Linked DNA regions of Zea mays: region 2 is linked to region 1. Evidence: chromatin contacts called from public Hi-C data. All regions are on one chromosome and are shown on one strand. Each heading gives the region's core, a stretch centred on a gene start, on an enhancer-like site or on the middle of the called end of the contact. The rest is flanking DNA. Distances are from core to core; before and after follow the strand shown.

Region 1 (5,704 bases), core at 2,610-5,109:
GCTGAATCAAAGTTTACATGCCAAGGGACCACTACCCAGTTACATTCTACTGTTTTATTTTGGTGGCAAGTAACAAATCAGAGACAACAGTTGTTAAAGTAAAAGCTCAGGCTTAACGTATGAGCTGCAAAATAGAACACCAGAGCTGCTTAGGACCTGTTTGGCTGTTTCTCACTGACGACATCATACAGCATGTCTCTCACATGAAACTATTAGCTAACTAAATGTTAGATAGGCATCAGCCTACCTTCAGCACATAAACAACCTATAGCGGTCTTGTGCCAATAAAAATTGACCAAGATGTGGACTTTCTTTCATCTTGTTTACCAGTAGTCTTTGCAAGAACACACACCATTTTCGAAGTGGTGGAACCTCTTTGCATCCCTTGCAATGATCTGACGTCCAACAAGTTTTGAGATTATCTTGAAAGCCGTGTGACAATCCCCACAGGATCGAAGATTCTTTATAACCCGAATAGGTGAGCGGGGAGCACTTGTTATAAGACCGTAACTGATAGCCAGCCTCTCACTGTGAGCCAGTAAAGCATCCTCTTTGGTTTCTTGATCAACATCGTGAAGAACAAATCGAGTGTCAGCAATATACCCAGCTTCCTTCATGTGAGCCAACAAATACCTCAGCTCTTCATAGATCTTAGGAGTGTCAGGGTGAGATCGGTCGCCAGCTCTGTATTCATGGACCTTGCTCCGAGCTTCGGCGACACTTGCCTTTTTCCTTTCCTTTTCCTTTGCAAGATCTGACACATCGACAGGGAACAGACCCATTTTAGACTGTTCATTCAGCCTAGAAGAATCCAAGCACTCTATGATCTGAGCACAACGATCTCCAAGCTCTAAAAAGCCATTAAGTCGACACATGTTCATCAAATTTTCCCATACCTCAATGCTTGGTTCCACAGGCATCCGTTCCACGAATTCATAAGCCTCGACAATGTAGCCAGACTGTCCAAGCATAGTAACAATGCTTGCATAATGCTCTGTAGTGGGATGTATGCCAAAATCTTTCTGCATGGATTCAAAATGCAACATTCCTTCATTAACAGATCCCAAAATTCCACATGCCAAGAAAACATGTCTGAACATGCCATGATCTGGCTTGTCCCCTGTCTGCTTAAACCGTTCAAAAAAATCTATTGCTTCTTCACCAAGAACATTGTGCACAAAACCTGAGATCATAGTGTTCCAAGAAGTCAAATTATGATGATCCATAGAACTGAAAATCTTCTTTGCATCTTCCATAGAACCACACCTAGCATACATCTCCATAATTTTGTTTTGAAAATCTGTGTCAACAGTAAGTGATGATTCAGATATTTGACTATGTATTAATCTTGCTTCTGAAAGGGCAGTTGCATCACCACATGCTTGCATCAATCTGAAGTACTGAGGAGCATGTAGCACAATTCTGTTTTCCTTTAGCATAGCCAAAACTTCCAGAGCTTCTTTTACATTGCCATCATCACAAAACTTCTCCAGTTCTTCAACAGTACATTTGTGTTTGCTGCCAGCTTCACTAGGTACTTCGTAAGGCGATCCAACATTTGAAGGGTTGCCTTGTAGTGACTGATGATATTTGCCATATTCATGAGGTGCACTATTTACATGGTTCCCAAATGATCCAGCAGATTGTGCATGTGAATGTTTTTCTTGATGAACTCCATGAGAGAGGCGTTGCACATCTGTATTTAGGTACATGGAATATCCTTGAGAAGTACTATGTGTATCAGCCTGCCTAGTGAAATAAGGGCTTTGATATGCCTGCGAAGCATTATATCCAAAATTACTATTGTTGCCTTGCTGAAACCCTGCAACATGCTCCTTACGGGAATGAGTTGGATTTACATATTGAGAGGGATGATGCCCAGATCTATCTGGATAACTTCCCCCAGATCTATGATCAACATATTGCTGTTTCTGAACTCGCTGGCTATTTCCAACTGGGTTCGGACATGGTTGTCCTGAAGGACCATATCCATACTGCCCATTATTAGCTCCCTCTCCTTCATAAATCTTCTGCTTACTTTGGGTGTAGTATCCAGAGCTATATGTACTATTAGCTTCTGTGCCATTGTACTGTTGACGATCATTTGAAAAATGTCCATCAAGGCCTTGCTGGCTGTATGGACCACTACCTCTATAAGGTTGTGATGCATTGTATCTCTCATTATTCGCTCTTGTACCAGTATATGGCTGATGATTGTTTTGAAAGCCATATGATCCACCACTTCTGTAATGTTGCTCAGAACTGCCACCAACACCATCCACACCCTTATTTTTGTGAGTACCTGTTGTGGAACCAGCTGAAGTGACATCTCTCTGAAGTTGGAGATTAGAGCCGTTCCAACGGGAGTCAGTGTAGCTACCTGCTTTGTTTTGTCCCCACTCACGCTGATAATCTTCATCAGTCCTTTCAGATGCAAAGGTACCAGCCCCTCGATGTGGAACCCAAGACTGTAGACAAACTCTTTCAGCTGGAAGCCTGCAAGATAAAAGAACCATGCTTTTAGGATGACCCTGAATTGAAAATTTTCAGGTGCAATGTCACTCCTAACAGGTAAGTGTTTTTTCCATTTTGAAAAGTAACAAGCAACATCCTAGTGAACAGAAACACGAATTAGAATTACTGTGAGTCTATGCCAAGGTCCAAGGAATAATTCATGTTCTAATCAGGCAAAAATGACTAGAAATTTCCTTCCCAGAATAATTGGCTACCTTTTGTTTTTAAAAAGTTATATTCTGTTCTGTTCTTAGCAACTGGGAACAATTTACAGAGAACCAAATCGCTTGAGAAGATCTCCAAACTCTAGCCTAGAACAAAAAGATTAGCAACAAGGAATAGCATCGCGTCATATGAATCAACGAGTCAGCACCGAGGCAGTGGCACAGTACCTGAGTGGCGAATCCATGGGCCGGTAGAGGGGAGCTGGCGCGGCCGACGCCGCGATGGTGCCGCGAGGAGAGAACCGAGCGGCCAAGAGCGCCCTACGCGCTCCAACCATTGCAGCCATCTCCCACCCTCTCCCTCTGCACCTCCCTGGGGGCTCGCTTCCTCCCCTTTCTCTTCGTCGCTTAAACCCTCACGAAGGCGAAGCGGCGGCTGCTCCCGGCCGCCAAGCAGATGCGCTGCCTCAGGCAGGCCGTGCGTCGCGTCGCGTCACTCGCGTGGCTATGGAATGGGTTGCTGCGGTGCCGTCGTGGGTTTGGTGTGGTATCGGGTTGGATAACATAGCTCTGGTCAGTGTGATTGGGCCGGCTCAATGAAATTATTGGTTGGGCTCACCCGTCTCGCGGCATCGTAAGATTGCTCCGCTCACCCGTCTCACCACAACACCGAAGCAGCCGAGAACCGGACCCCGCAAGGCCGCAACAGCAAGGGCAGCACTGCCGAAACCGCAGGCCGCAGCACTCGAGAGCGCAGCCAGGCGGCGGCGCTCCGCCTCCGACTCCACACCAGGCCGCTGCGTCCATGGACCCCTCCCCGCAGTCGACGCCGCCCACCGGAGACGACCCGGCAGCGGCGGCGGATCCCGACCTACCGAGGCTCACGGTGACGCAGGTGGAGCAGATGAAGGTGGAGGCCAGGGTTGGCGACATCTACCGCTCCCTCTTCGGGGCCGCGCCCAACACGAAATCCATCATGTGAGCATCCCTAAGCACACGCTAGTTTTCTCACTTCTATTTGAGTATATCCCCTGGCTGCCGACAGCCGGCAGTGCTTGGCGGGTCTCAACGCATGGATTTAGTTTGGATATTGGAGTATTTGATACGCTGTAGCTTGAAAAATAGCTAGTCCTCTGATAACTTTGCCCGTGGCACCAGATAGTTCAGTGCAGGGTTTCTGATTTGGTGCGTACAGAAGCTTAGTACTGCTAGTTATGTATTGTTGGATAGCGTCTTAGACACAAACACTTGAATGTGAGTTGATATTAGGGTGTGGGTCCACTGTCTCCTCATCAGCCTTTTGTTGTCGAGTTGTTTTCTGTGCAGGCTAGAGCTGTGGCGTGATCAGCATATCGAGTATCTGACGCCTGGGCTGAGGCATATGGGACCAGCCTTTCATGTTCTAGATGCCAAGTAATGATTGTGCATGGTTAAGTTATCTTTGCAATATCCTGTTTGATTGTGACACTAATGCATATTTGTTCTGGTATTGCTTTTAATTGGTTTCAGTCGCCCTTGGCTATGCTACTGGATGGTTCATCCACTTGCTTTGCTGGATGAAGCACTTGATGATGATCTTGAGAATGATATCATAGACTTCTTAGCTCGATGTCAGGATAAAGATGGTGGATATAGTGGTGGACCTGGACAGGTTGCTCCAATCCCAAAATCTTTTGAGCTAGATAATATCTTTGATTTTGCTATTAGCATTGATTTTTTTTCTAAATAAGATCTTCGATTTATGTAGTGCATGCATTAGCCTTGGATATGTCCAATGAATCGCCGAGGACATATATGTTTGTTGTTTCACATTAAATCCTTCTTTAGCTCACCTGGTTGTAATTGTAGCATTTTTAGTTGATATTAGCATGTCCATGTAACAAACAAAATATCTGCCGGTGGTGGTGGGTACTATGCTTTTGATTTGTATACTCAAGGCTATCTTTTTAGATAGCAAAGCTAAATTATTGGGTGCTTTAAATTAGCCTTCTCATTCAATTAGCATTACTTATGAACCAGAAATCTTGTTTGTTATTGATTTATGAAGTCTGTTTGAGTTCATTTATGTTGAGTTTGAGTCATTCAAGAGGGTAAATTATAGATTGTTTTTATACAAAGTCCACGTCCTTTGCAGTTGCCTCACCTAGCTACGACTTATGCTGCTGTAAATACACTTGTGACAATAGGGAGCGAAAGAGCATTGTCATCAATCAATAGGTAAATCTCATGGTTGCTCTAAAACAAGATCTACAAGAGTCATTTTGTTAATTATGTTTACCTTGTGGGTCAGGGGCAACCTGTACAATTTTATGCTGCAGATGAAAGATGTATCAGGTGCTTTCAGGTACGCAACCTATCAGCGTGGATAATGTACAGATACCACTTTCTCAGTTGTAGCCCTTCAGAGGTGATGCCTGCCACTCATTTTTTCCTTTGCCCTAGAATGCATGATGGTGGCGAAATTGATGTCCGTGCTTCCTACACCGCTATATCGGTGAGTTTCTTTTGGTCCTTTGCAATTTTTCTGCAGTTACTTGATATTTTCTGATGTTGACTTTAGGTTGCCAGCCTTGTGAATATTCTTGATTTTAAACTGGCAAAAGGTGTAGGCGACTACATAGCAAGGTTTTGTTTGTGTTATATACATTCAATTTTTTCCAGTTGCAAAATTGTTGCTTGGTCACAGTTCTTTTCTAGAATGTTGCTCAATTGATATACTATATGACTGCAGATGTCAAACTTATGAAGGTGGTATTGCTGGGGAGCCTTATGCTGAAGCACATGGTGGGTATGTTTCTAAGGATTTCTGTGAAGTTTGAAATTTATATGTTAAGAACATTAACAAAGTTGCATTCATAAGGTATACATTCTGTGGATTGGCTGCTTTGATCCTGCTTAATGAGGCAGAGAAAGTTGACTTGCCTAGTTTGATTGTAAGATAACCTCTTCCTCCCTTAGTTTATTTAATTTACTTCTATAATTATGATGTGTTTATGTGTATTAGATCATTAAGTTATTTTTTAGCT
Region 2 (5,984 bases), core at 3,198-5,697, 140 kb after region 1:
TGGACCAACATTCAAGCATTGTACAACATGGCACAATCCATATGTGAAGGGCACAACGTTTGAGAGCTCTCATAGTTTCATATCAAGCCTCAGCTGGGACCTTTGTCAAATAACTTCCGTGCAATGATGCATATGGGATGCACGCACACTTCAAGACAACGGACCACATTATCAAACTAGATCAAATACTATCATTACCTTGAACAGAAATGTGCACACTTCATTCACTAACCTAGCACTTGCGAAAGGCGCCAAATCAATATTAAAGGTACATGACAAAGTTCACATGACATTGATAGAGCGCATAATATATTTCAAGCTTCCAGGCAACTATGGTGAAAGCTGAAACCAAAAACAAGATCAACAGTTTTCAGCAGACTGTCAGTCACACCAAAGTTGCCCATACAGATTATATACTATCAACTAGAGACCAGGACCAAGCACCATCCTTCAGAGAAAGAGGTGACAGCTAGTGACATAATGTAGATGTTGATTCATAGCAAATACCTTACTACCAATCTAGTGCTTCTTATCCTTAAGGGGGCCCTTTGGAATCTTCGATAGGCACTTCTCATCGAAAATGGCATAATACTTCTTCAGTTCAGTCATAGCCTTCTCACCAAAAGCATCAACCTTGTCCTCATATTTCTCATACAGAACTGGTACAGTGTACAGTGCCACAAAGACTGAAATGGAGGCATAAAACTTCATTCAAAACTTGAATCAACACCAAGAGAAAAAGTTAGTAGCAGATGAATTGCGGTCATTACCAATATAGAACAGTGTCAGGAAGTTGCAGCAGCTCCCGAGAACTGAAAGAAGCCAGAGACCTGCAATAACCTGAAGAAAAAAGTGCCAGGCATCAGCACGATACCAAGAATTGTCTTACACTGGACACAACGCTGAAAGAGAACCAACATACAATTAGGAATTTCTTCAGATCACGGCCATGCCCAATCTCCCTTAAGGTAGCAAAGCCCCTGTTGATCTCATATCTCAGTGACAGGGCAACATTAACAGCCACATCCTCAGGGATTTTGACCTCAGGAATGTTCGGTGGGGACCTGAAAATCAGCAGTGCCATAAATTGAAGAAGTAATAAAATTTTGCTCGTGTCGTGGCAATCAGAGCAGGCCCTGTTTCAGAACCAGTTCGGTTTCATTTGAACATCAGGAATCCCAGAAGCTCACTTGTTGATGAAAGTGGAGGCATTGGACCACAGGAAGAGGATGGCCAGCGAGAGGATGAGACAGTGGCACACCAAGGTGAGGAGATGGTACTCCATGACCTCGAATAGGAGCCAGATGGCCGTGGCACCAGCAAGTACCCCGCCAGAGATCTTCCTGTTCCTCCATAGGATAAGATCGGCAGCTGCAAGCACATTTGTGAAGAAATAACCGCATCAGCCCAAACATCTGTAATTTCCTTAGAGCAACTCCAGTGGTTCTCTAAAATACTTTCTAAATCAATAATTTAGGTAGCTAACATAAAACTCCTCTCCAATAGTTCTCTAAATTAACTTCTAAATTTAGCCACTTCTCATCTAACCTCATTTCCTCTCTACATTTGGCAACCATTTATGTAGGTAACGAAGATAATTGCTGACATTTGTGACTTATTTTTTTAATGTGGATAGATACAAAACAAAACTACAACATATTTTTAGAGAACTATTGGAGAACTCACATTTGTTTACTCCCAAAGTTATTTAGTTATTTAGGAACTTCTTAAATCTGTGATTTAGAGAGCTAAAATTTACATAACTATTGGAGTTGCTCTTATTATGAAACCAGCTCCAAAAAGTGGCTTATGAGCCTATCCACGTCGTCCATTAATCTTTCGACCATAGGATCGGATTCCAAAGGCTACACGAGTGTTCTCGCGCACCAGGGGCCAGGCGGCCTCCTCATGCTAGATAAATCGCGACGCTTCCAGAGGATACATCTCCCTCTCGGTTGCCGGGGCGGCACTATCCATGGTGAAGAGGATGTCGACCGCGATGGCTACAACGACGACGATGGAGCAGCTTGACGCTCCCAACAGATGCGAGCCATTCTCCTCCTCCCTACGTCCTTTCCCCCTCCCTGACGCCACAACCGTGCCTGCTCCGGCCGAATCTAAAGGTGTCGGGATCCCCAATCCTTCCCCTCCTCTCCCCCTCTCCACAACACCGCAACTGTGCTCGCATCACCATCCCCTCCCCTGTCTCTTCGCCAGGAATCCCATCCTCACCCCCAATGCCACAGTTCTGCTCGCGTTGGCCGGATCTGGGAATGAGGAACCCACGGTTCCACGACCTCCTCTCCGTGGAAGCCTAAAAGGCATCACCCCCATAAGCGAGAGGAAGAAGACACATTCCTATATATTCTCTCAGTCTGTCCGCTGCTGTCTAGAAACATCATGTAATGAGGCTGGGGAACGATCCCACGGAGTGCCCCCGTGTCCGTCACCTCGGTTCGGCAGAGGCCAGCCACCACGGCTCGCTAGGACTAGGCCGACCTAGATGAGATGCAGTGATCTGATGGGAGGGATGGGTGAGCAAGAATTGGTACGGTAACCGGGAGCCAATCTTGATTTATTCCTTATGTCATGAACTCCTTTTATTTACACCCACACTTTCTAACTTTCATACAATGATTCGTATATTTAAAACAGGGCTAACTTATGTGCTCATGCTTTACGAACCCTAGCATATGTCGCAAAAAATCACCTAAAGTAAGAACTAACTCTGCAGCCTCTTGAAGCTCTAGATTTCAATTCTTATGGCCTAAGAAGCGTTTTTTATTTCATAATATAAGCTTTCACAACAATCAAATTGTTGGAGTCAGATTCTATAAATACCCAACATTTACTAACCTACATTTTTTTCAGCTGGTGCCATGACCATCACATAATGTTGATGAGCTTTTGCTTCCAAGTTGCTGATTGCATGTGGATTACCATGCATGGCTATTTGCTATTTGGTTGTCCCGGCCTTTCTTAGGATCTATTGGATGTAGTACATATTATCATTATTTAGCTAATATTTGCTAACTACTGCCTAGCAGAGTGGATAGTAGGTTGTGGAGTTCAGATCCATAACTAATGGATTAATTAATAAGTGGAGAGTAATGTTCCTGTTAGCCCCCATTATTTGGGTAGATAGTAAGATAATGGGGATTTAGAAACAATCTAAAGTTTATTCCCATCTGTTATCTAGACCTATTTATATCCATATAGCTAAAGTTTAGCATATTGCTACATCCTCATTATTAGTTTCGAGCCAAACATGTACTGATTGTATAATTTAAATGTTTATAGGAGTAACTAATTTGTTTTAGCTTTGCTATTTTACGAGTGTCAGGATGCTTAACTATTTCATACTTGCTTTGTAGGAATGTTCGATGCCGACAACATCTTGCTCTACCAGAAGGTACCAGATCCAAATCAAGAACCAAAATTTAGGAAAAAAATACGAACTGCAACCTTATCCGTCATCTTTAGTAATTCATGTGTTTATCTTATTTGCACCAAGAACTATGCTGGAGGCTATAAAACTATGAACGTTATTTGTGACATGTAAATAATACTAGCTTGTACATGCATCTAAATGCATATACGAAACACAATGCACCTTTTGTTTGCATTCCATGTAAATTATAAATTAAATCCAAACATTGCAAAATTACAAAACACACACACAACACCACGCGCGCATGGGCGCGCGCAAGACAGTAGTAAACAAGTGAACAGCCAACTAAACATTCCAGATCCGTTCCCAAGTCGAGATCGAACAGCGCGTGTTAGGGTTTAAGGGTGAGGACAAGCTGCCGCCGCTGACCGCTATAGCTGATCAAGTCAAAGGGAAATCGTCGAGTTACTTAGCAAATACGCTACAGATGCCAAAACCACGGTCCAAGCACTTTCCAGTTTCAAATAAAAAGGCAGCTTATTAACGAAGTGACGAACTATTTTGCACCAGTCCAAGGTAGCACCGCCCAAGCACAGATATAACTAGATCGGATCGGATCTAAAAAAAACAGGAACGAATCGGGTATACAAATCGTGGGGTCTTACGCTTGCCGCCGCCGAGGACGGAGTGGACGGGCCTCTCCCGGCCGAAAAGGCGGTAGATCTTGGCCTTCATGGCTTCCGCCGCCGACGCCAACGAGGACCCCTTCTTCTCGTCGTCCGAGTCAGACGACGACGACGACGAGTCCCCGCCGTGGAACTTCTCGGTGATCTTGTCCATCACAGACTCCGGCACAGGCTCCTCCTTGTGGTCGGCCATGCTCTCTCTCTCTCCTCCGCCGCTGCTCGGACGAGAAATCACAGTAGCAAGCTTGTTTGCCCCTCTCGTTGCTGCGCGGTGTGCTCACCCAAAGACGCCGTGTGCGTGAAGCGTAGCCAAGTCGTTTTATAAACGGCGATGGATGCGATCCTGACCGTCGAACTACGTTTGCACGGGCGCCCGCCGTTGGAACACCGTGGCTCGTTTTGTCCGCGCAAGTAGGGTGTCCCCACGGAAAGGGATCCCGCCGCCTACCCCTTCGCTAACGGTGAATCAAGGCGCCAGGCACAGATTCAGGCCCACCGGCAGTGACACTAACACCACACATGAGGGTGCAGAAATGGGGTAGTACTTGAATTGGGAAGCACGAACGCGTGGACAAGGAGGCGCCGCGGCGTCGGGCACGTCGTCGGGGAACGGGGACCCAGGGCAAGCAAAGCAAGTCAGGAGGGCGGTGGAGATCGCGAGGAAAGCGGCAGCGACCATTCTACACGTGGCGCGAAGGGGCCCTTGGACGGCATCCAACGGCGTGGAGCGGCTGGTGGACTGTAGGCGGAGGGCGGTCTGGGAAAAGAAGATGGTCGAAGAGAAGTTTCGCGAAGCAATCACGGCCACGGGGTTTGAATTCGGCAAGACCGACCAGGCGCCAATACTTGGTGGCCAAGCTCCTTCTAGGTGACCCTTTCTAATTTAATTAAAGATTTACGATAACGTATGCAACTGTTGTGCCAGCCTCGACGCCTTGTCGGCCACTCGCATGCCTCGCGTATGGCTCTCCATCTATATCTATAACTGTTTGAGCCATAAGGCTTAACTAAAATTACTCGCTAAATTTTAGTCACCGTCTATTTAGAAGAAGTGACTAACAGACATTAATAAAATTATAATCATAAATGTTGGGCGGGCGTGGGGACTAAACAAGTGGGGGACCAACTACTTGAAATATTGTTTAGAACAAGTGACAGGAATGGGGGACCTGCTACAGCACGCGCTAGGTGCAGGTGTGGATGTAGGGACCAGGTATAAAGCATGGGTTTTAGTCATTTTTAGCTACTCCTTGAAAGCTAAAGGAGCTAACACATTTTAGTTACTTTTAATCCTTTGTGTTTGGAAGTTTAGCTTTTAAACCGACTAAACTTTAGTCATTTTGCTTTAGTAGTATGAATCCAAACATGTTCTAAGAGTGTAAAGTCAGCGTCCACAGCTCTGCCCTGCCCGCCTGCTCCCCCCCCCCCCCCCCCCCCCGCCCATGTTGCACGCCCCGTCCCCCGTCTCGATGCCCACCCCTATCTCGTTGTGGTCGATCTCTATTTTCTCTCCCTCCTCCTAGTCACGCTGGCTCAGCGAACCACTGCTCGTCTATCGCTCCATGCCTCCCGCTGGTCGATCCGCCCAACATGTCTAGCAACCTCTGTTACACCGCCTCCGGCGACCACGGGAGCCCGTCGAGGAGGACAGGGGAGATCTTGCTCGATCTGAGGATGCAGGGAGGCATGCTGATGACCTCCTCCTCACTTGATCAGTGCTCGGTTCGGACCCCCTCTGCCGCCCTAGCCCTGAACCCTAGGTTTGCTACTCTCATCGGAAAACCTCAATCCCTGGCGCTCATATCACAAACCCAGATCTAGCTTTCAATAATCTTGCTAATTGAGCTAAGTACTTGCATCCATCTCCTTTATTTCATTTTGCTTGATCGAGGCTCTGCCTTTCCAAA

Evidence for each region. A called contact is a pair of places that touch in the nucleus more often than the background predicts.
Region 2: a contact with region 1 is called in a Hi-C map of tassel, with 2.2 times the contacts expected there. The contact joins the promoter of LOC100283279 here to the promoter of LOC103651234 in region 1. A contact is called at or near these places in 3 of 25 Hi-C or Micro-C datasets (ear, leaf and tassel).

What each region holds. Positions count from the first base shown.
Region 1 is chr3:205,214,449-205,220,152 of Zm-B73-REFERENCE-NAM-5.0, forward strand. It overlaps LOC103651234 (pentatricopeptide repeat-containing protein At4g32450, mitochondrial), which reads right to left and starts at 3,860. Exons shown (of 2, transcript XM_008676853.4): 1 at 2,907-3,860; 2 at 1-2,496. The coding sequence starts at 3,025. The coding sequence ends at 324. LOC100272584 reads left to right here and starts at 3,423. Exons shown (of 13, transcript NM_001147047.1): 1 at 3,423-3,656; 2 at 4,005-4,091; 3 at 4,188-4,329; 4 at 4,813-4,895; 5 at 4,969-5,022; 6 at 5,121-5,172; 7 at 5,239-5,303; 8 at 5,410-5,466; 9 at 5,539-5,611. The coding sequence starts at 3,484.
Region 2 is chr3:205,353,805-205,359,788 of Zm-B73-REFERENCE-NAM-5.0, forward strand. It overlaps LOC100283279 (dehydrin6), which reads right to left and starts at 4,448. Exons shown (of 5, transcript NM_001156181.2): 1 at 4,057-4,448; 2 at 1,191-1,371; 3 at 923-1,064; 4 at 771-840; 5 at 1-686. The coding sequence starts at 4,270. The coding sequence ends at 520. LOC109944883 (a long non-coding RNA gene) reads left to right here and starts at 5,462. Exons shown (of 4, transcript XR_002750313.2): 1 at 5,462-5,837.